Regions from separate parts of the Mus musculus genome. Here region 2 is linked to region 1. The links are chromatin contacts, called in public Hi-C maps. All regions are on one chromosome and are shown on one strand. Each heading gives the region's core, a stretch centred on a gene start, on an enhancer-like site or on the middle of the called end of the contact. The rest is flanking DNA. Distances are from core to core; before and after follow the strand shown.

Evidence for each region. Hi-C and Micro-C count contacts between places; a contact is called where the count stands out from the background.
Region 2: a Hi-C map of cerebral cortex shows a contact between it and region 1, with 2.3 times the contacts expected there. The contact joins two enhancer-like sites. A contact is called at or near these places in 2 of 39 promoter capture datasets (embryonic stem cells and trophoblast stem cells), 6 of 484 Hi-C or Micro-C datasets (cerebral cortex, embryonic stem cells, forebrain and 1 more), 7 of 115 datasets of contacts at active chromatin or transcription factors (SST interneurons, embryonic basal ganglia, embryonic forebrain and 4 more) and 4 of 9 other capture datasets (adipose tissue, embryonic stem cells, liver and 1 more).

The regions. Positions count from the first base shown.
Region 1 is chr6:135,974,686-135,978,306 of GRCm38.p6, reverse strand. All of the region lies in intron 4 of Grin2b (glutamate receptor, ionotropic, NMDA2B (epsilon 2)), which reads left to right. Among named protein-coding and RNA genes, the nearest start is that of Gm14330, 120 kb to the right of the region's middle. Within about 2 kb of position 2,021, at least 8 of the 459 cell types and tissues checked have an H3K27ac peak or open chromatin away from gene starts, as enhancers often do. A contact at or near this core is called in cerebral cortex and forebrain, where this site is marked.
Region 2 is chr6:136,164,322-136,167,942 of GRCm38.p6, reverse strand. All of the region lies in intron 3 of Grin2b (glutamate receptor, ionotropic, NMDA2B (epsilon 2)), which reads left to right. Among named protein-coding and RNA genes, the nearest start is that of Gm26653, 6.9 kb to the left of the region's middle. Within about 2 kb of position 2,017, at least 24 of the 459 cell types and tissues checked have an H3K27ac peak or open chromatin away from gene starts, as enhancers often do. A contact at or near this core is called in cerebral cortex and forebrain, where this site is marked.

The sequences.
Region 1 (3,621 bases), core at 772-3,271:
GGGTACTTACTACTCATGTTGGAAAGCCTACATTACTCTGTGCTCCCGCTCTTTGGAATTCTTCAGTAATGTTTCTAGGAAAACATCCAAGAATGAAAAAGAAGGACAGAGACTAACAGGATATGGTAATTTTTTATAAATTAGTTTTGGTAAAAGGGTCAGAGATAATGATCTGAACACATGGCAGGGTGTTTTATGAAGTCAATGTATGCAGATGATATTCATTTAGTACATTATGCATAATATGGTCTGTGAATATTTACTGTCCTTATCATATCAAACTTAATTCTAAATCCATATTTATAATCAGGATGTATATATTGATATGGCAGCATCTGGTTGATTATAAATTGTATGCATCATTTGCCTACTGTGTCTTTGGTAGGGACAGCTTTATAAATCTCTTATAGTGCATCCAACCAGAAACAAAAGAAAAAGTAGAAAAAGTCTCTTGGAATTCATTCTTAATTTGTATAAACCCTTTAACATTTACTGATCTACTAGAATATTCTCTTCGAAGCAAATGAAATGTGTACACATTATAATTTCTATGTATGGTGTGTGCATATATCTTATATCTTATGTAACATACAATTTATAAACATATCTCCCTGAGAGTATTTAAACTGTGTGCAATAGAAAGTGAGATTTGCCATGTAGGTGGTTTATTGAATCATTACGAACATCCTAGTCTCATGACCTATATTCAGAGCTAACCCTTTTAACATGGGCTTGCAATTTGGTCATCTCTAGAAGCAAACTGATCAGTTAATACATACCCTTTTTTTCTCAATTTAATAATATGCTGCCCAGAGCCATGGTGCCCATTTCATTTGGTAACTACTGTGCCTATGAATTCAGTGATGTTAACATTTTATTATAAAGACACCTTGAGGAGAAAATACAGGATAGTAGTTTGGAAACTAAAAGAAGATCGTGATTAATAATTAAATGTAACTAAATTTGTACATATACAGGTTTCTTTCTTTCTCTAAAAGAAACAAAACAAAACAAGACCCAACCAAACAAAAACAATATGACAAAAAATTACCCAACCACACCAAAACAAGATAAAAATCACACAAGAACACGGAGTCCTTTTTTGTGCTGGCCAGCTTCATCTGGGCATGAGGCTTACCCTGGCATGTGAGTGATATGCTCTGGGCCACTCCAGTGCAGAAAACTGACTTTTTTGATATCACTTTGAAGAAGTGTGAGAAAATGGCCAGGAGTTCTGATATGAGTCACAGTGAGGTTCACAAAGGTTCACGCTCTTGGGGGTGGGGAGTGGGGGCTGGAACATGGACAGGAAGATGACTGTGCTCTGTAGCTGGATGGACGCTGTGAGTATCCCTCATAAAACTTCTTTGCTGTCGAGACAGTAAAGAAGATGTGGAAATCTAGTAAGGTAAGTGGACAGGAAGGCAGTCCAGATCATCAAAGCCACCACCATGCAAGGCCTTGTCAATGGGGGCGGGAGAGGGGACACTGTTTTGTAAAAGAGATCACTCAGTCACTAGCTGTCTGGGTCTTCCACTGGCCAATTCTGGAATGCCAAATCAAGGAGCAACACTGGCAGGCTTTGATCAGGTTCCTTTCCAGGGCTCTTGCTCCCTGGTTGACCCTTTACCCATGTGACTGTCTGGCTATTGGTTAGAGTCCCCTGGGTTCATCAGAGTGGGTCTGGGATACATTTCAGGCTGGCAGCAAAATTTTGCATCTTGTAGATTTTTTTTTTTTCACATGAGAATCCTAAGTTGCCTCCCTGTCTCTGCTGAGTACTTCTCTCCCTTACTGTCACAGCAGGGGGCGGGGGCATCTTTAAGGGGTCCTCACCCCTGCCACCTCTGACAGTCAAATTTTCACAAGAAACAATCCAGGATGTTCCAGATCACCTCCCCTCCTCCTTTCCTCCTCCTTCCTCCCCCTCTTTCCTCCTTCCTCCTCCCTCCTCTTCCCTCTCCTCCCTTTCTGCTCTGATTTGTTATTATGTACTGCAGCTGCCGGGAGGATTTTAAATAGACCCAAAAAGGCAGGGCAGTGCCTCTTTTGGAAATTTAAATAGAACCTTCTTCTTAATCTTGTCTGTGGAGCGGCACCTGGAGGAGGCAATGGGCAAGAGGCTCCAGGGTCACCACCATCAAGCAACCCTTCAGGTGACCTAGGATCTGAAAGCATTCAGGGTGGCTGTACCTCAGCCCCAGTGGATTTGCTGCCAGACTGACAGGCTGCTGGACTGGAAGCACAGTCTGATACTAGAGCGAAAGGCAGCAAGGGATTTCAGGGAGAGCCAGAAGTCCATTCCCACCCATCTCTCGTGCCTCAGTCACCCTTTGTGCCTTCAGAGGCAGAATGTGTTTGGCCTTATTAGCCTTTAGCCCTGAGGAGGAACCTGGAGTGAGAAGGGCTAATTAGTGTCAATTACTTCAGTGTCATGATTCTTAAGGAACAGGTGTATAAATCAAGGGGCAGCATAAAGACCTCAGATCAGCAGCCAGGGATGTGACGTGACGGGTGGTCGCCATGACAAAGAACAGTGAATTTCTGGTGGAGGGAAAGCAGGCCACAGATTCTAATACACAACTCCCAACTTGTCTTTTTTTTTCTTTTTTAAGTTTAGACTTTACAAATGTCAAACCTTGATATTAAAATTCAGCCATCCAGTGAATATTTATTGAACAAAAGGTGATTGTGGGGCACGCTTTGAAATCAATGGGAAGAAAGGGCCATGGGAAATGAGGTCACTTGCTAAATTCAAGGTCTTTAACACTGGGCTAAGAAGCCAGTCAGAACAGAGATTTGAAAGTTCCACTGAACGTCCTGGAGGAAGGTTCTAAGATGCGCTACTGAAGAGAAGCAGGCCAACGTTTAGTGGCTGGGAGTGATGCTATAGAAAGCAAGCAGTGGGCTAGACTTAGTTTTGGTGGAAGGGTTATAGAGGATACCAGCTCTTGGAACCATGAGATCAATTACAATATGGCAATTGATATGCTCTGGGCCAATAAGCATCCAACACCTTAGTGTTATGACTTTATGCACACCGCTGTGTCTCATATTCTCACGGCCTCATGAATCGAACAGTGTTATCTTCCTTTTATAGAAGAGAAACCCACACTAATGGATTACATGGTTTCTTCTAGGTCATTCAGCTGGTGAGTAGACAGATGAAGAGATTAATTCAGTATAAGATTCTGTTATTCATTTTTTTTAATCTTTAGGGACTGGCACAATGTATTGTAAGTAGATTTCTTTCCTTACTGATTGAATAGATGATCCCATGTGATTTATCATAATACTTACTACGTCTTTTAAAAATGTATTATTATTGTATGTGTGTGTCCCTGACTGTGTACATGCAAGCATACTGTAGTATCAGAAGACAGCTTTCTGGAATTGGATCTCTCCTTCCCCTTTGTTGAGGTAGGGTCTGGTTTCTCTTATTTCTGCTATAATGTCAACTCCAGGCTAGCTGGCTTGTGAGCTTCCAAGTGGTTCCACTGTCTATAGTCCTATCTCCCTATAGGACTGGGGGATTATAGATGAACACCATGGAACACGTGTTTGTTTATTTATTTTATGTAAGTTCTGGGAATACAATTCAAATAGTTGATCTTGTACAGT
Region 2 (3,621 bases), core at 768-3,267, 190 kb before region 1:
AATGACGGCCTGCTTCTTGAACGGTGATGATAGCAAATGACCTCTCAGCTCATCCTTGGTATCTTGATGGGGGTCAAGAGTAGGGGCTGCCAAATTTAAGATTGCCTTCTTTCTCCTTGCCATTTTACAGTCCTTAAGAATCCTAGAGATTACATCCTTCAGTGAACCCCGTTTTTAGTCTCCGTGACCCTGTACTCGGTTGGGAACTACTGCACTGTTCCTATGTAAACAAATATAGATCAAAAGAGTTGCTGGTGTAATGAATTGTTTACATTTATTAAAGTGCCTCTCTTCTTTGTAACCATAGAAGAAACCTCCAGGGAGAGATTAGTGGTTGAATTGGTATTGTCTTCCAGGAGGCTGAAGATGCTAAGAACTGAGCACAGTCAGTAGAGGGAGCACACAGAACTCGGAGGAGGTAGGTTTCTGGTTTCTGAGGTCTAGATGCAGTGGAGATGTTAACTGTCTGTGACTATTAGCCCGATTCACCTGCCCATCTGGTGGGTCAACTTCTCAGGATGTGTAGACCAGAGAGGTGTGCTCAGGGGCCTTCTTTGCTTTGCTTGGTGTTCCGGTACCTTTTTTCTATCCTGTCACTCTCTAGCCCTGTCAGCTGAGGTTGGCAGGGAAGAACTCAAATGATTTTGTTGTCTCCTGGTAACAGCTCTTCCTCACTGCTCCCAGCAGTGTGGTTGTTTGCCCTCTCTGTGTTTTACTAGCATGTATTTGAAGTTCTAAGACCCCTTTGCTTTCTCTTATTTACGCGTCCTTCTTCCTTCTCCCAGAAGCTCACGAGCTCCCCAAGGGCAGGGAGAGATGTGTATTCATCTTGGAATCATTTGTACTCAACGCAGAGACAGGCATCTGATAGATGCGGGATAACCCTGGGAGAATGAGCTGGGACAGGATGCACAGTGTTTATCAGTCAGAGGTGCTTTTTGTTATTTTATTTTTTATTTATTTATTTTTTGCCTGATGGTATAGAATGAGGTAATGGTATGCTGGGAGATGTAATCAAGAACTCGAAACTCAGTAGGCAACTACTCTGTCCTCATCCCATAGATGAAGAAGCTGAGATCTGGGGAAGTGATTGTCCCAAGGTTATGTAGCTCCTTAATGCTGACGTTTCCTGCTATCCACCATTGATGGTAGTGAGAACTGGGGATTGTTTGTGCACTTTGCATATCTACATCATTCCATCTCAAACTTTATTGCATACAGAAGTCATGGGGGCTTGCGGGGTGCTATTAAAATGCACATCCTGATTTGATAGGTTTTTGGTGAGACCTGATATTCAAGTTTAGCATGTCAGAGTTCTTGTATGACCAGGTTCAGGTCCACACCCACTATACATCTGAGCACCATCATAGTTAATGCCTAATCTCTTCATTAAATCTTGTGGCATCCACAGCATCTCTGCTTTGATTATTTTTTTTTCTAATCAGAAAAAATATGTTTAATTTTATCCGTTTATTCTACTTTTTTTGTTTATAATTCTTCTACTCAAGTACCCCTTTTTTTGTTTCCTCTATACCTTCTTATTTCTGGGCTTTCTTATAATGGATTGTCTTCTCATTTTCTCCTGCTTCTTAGTTTATTTCTTATTAACATCCATTTATCTTTTCTCATGCACACAGCAATTGCCTTATTTCATTTATCTGTATGTTTTATGCTCTGTTCAATTATTCAATAAATACTTGATAAAAAGGCAATATTAATCAAGCTATGAAAAAGAATTGGCTCTTCATATTGCAGTAGCAGATAAGCTATATCCTGGAGGTCTTCAAGGACACAGGGTGAAGAAACCTTCACTTATTTAAGACCTTTCAATGCAAGTTGGTGGGGAAGAGGTTTGGAGGGATTCATGGAAGGAGTTGGTGGTTGAATTGTTTCTTGAAGAACAAACAAGAGTTTTGGAGGCAAGGAAGGACAAGCCATTCCGTGAGAATGCATTGGCTGCTATAGTCAGGCTGCTATAGACACCCATCCTCCTGTCTTGCATCCCTGAGGACCAGAGCAGGACTGTGCTGGTTCCCTAGCTCCGAGACTCTGACCACAAAGGACCAGGGTAGAGGGAGGGCTGAGGCTCTCTAATTTCTGCTTTGGCGAGTCTACAGTTAATGAATCCTCACCCGGTTTGTTAGACTTGCCTCTAGAATGAGCAAATGATGTAGTTTTCATTTTAGACCACTGGATTGCAACTAACTTTATTGATGGCCATTACAAAGAAAGGGACAGCTGTTAGCTGATTCGTGTCCAAGGAAAGAGCTGGATCCCAGCCCAGGCCAGGCTACTTGGAATGAAGGACCAGCCGGGCCCCATGTGTTTCTTGAGTAGTGAGGTAGAGTGCCGCACCATTCATCCGCTAGCAGCTTTCTGTAGCAGCACAGAGGGGCGAGGAGAACAGAGGTGCCCATTATTCTCAGGCACTCCATGACACATTTTAGTTGCCTTATTGGAGTGGCCTGATATTGTAGATATTTTTACTTTGAGGGATGCCTGGATGTAGGGATGATGGGTGACATCTCGGTCACCTTTTGGTTAAACTGTCACATGGGTGCTTAAGGAAAGATGAATTTGAATGGATTCTTTGCTAAGTTGTATTTCATCTATTTCTAGTCCCCATTCCCCACTCTCCCCATCTCTCTGTACGTGGTGAAATTTATTAATTTTATTAGGAAAAGCTTATTATTAAGCTTGGTCTGAAGATTTCTTTTAATTTTAATTTTTGCAGTATTGGGGATTCAACCTAGGACCTTGTGTATGTATACTAGGTAAGATAAGCACTTCAGCACCAAGATGCATGTCCTATGTATGTCTCCCACTCATTTAAAACACTTCTGTTTTTGAGGCCAAGTACTCAGGGTGGTCTTGAATTTATTCTGTAGTCTACAATGGCTTTGGACTCATGATCTTCCCCTGTTAACGTCCCTAGTGGCTGGGATTTTAGGCAAGTGCCACCAGGACTAGATTTCATTCTGGAGACACTTTTAAGGTCCATTTCACATAAAGAGTATGGTGGGAATGAAGATACAGGGGTGAATAAATATCTTGACTTAAAGGTCGTGTGTTCTAAGGTGACTGGAGGGGCAGGGAATAGAAACAGAGCAATAAGCTATTCTTTCTCTGGTTAGTTGAGGATGGGGTAGAGCAGAGGCTCGGCTGGACCCAAGGAATAGCAGATCAGGAAAAAGAGAGAAGTGATTGGCCTTGTCCTTCCTTGGGGATGGATGCTTAAGAGAAAGAAAAACCTCCAAAGGACAGAGTGGTGAGGCCAGTGTGTGTCTCCACACATGCTCCTACTCTGGCCTCCTCCTCCCACCCCTGCTCATTCTCCCCCAAGTAGTCTCTGATCACTGGCCCACTAGGACTGCAAATTCATAATTCTGTTTTTTCAATGCCAAGTTTCAAGTTCTCATTCTTCTTTTTGTAGACCCTCTCAGCACTTTAACTGGGTGGATTATTTTAGGAAATGAGGAGATTTTTATTTCTTTTGAGTCATGGGACTTAGTGAAATACTGTTGTTTAAAAGCATTGTATTATTAGCAAAGTGGGGAAGAACCATTCCTAGGGTTTACATGGCATCTTTAATCCTCCCTTCCCACAGTTCCCTTGCCTCTG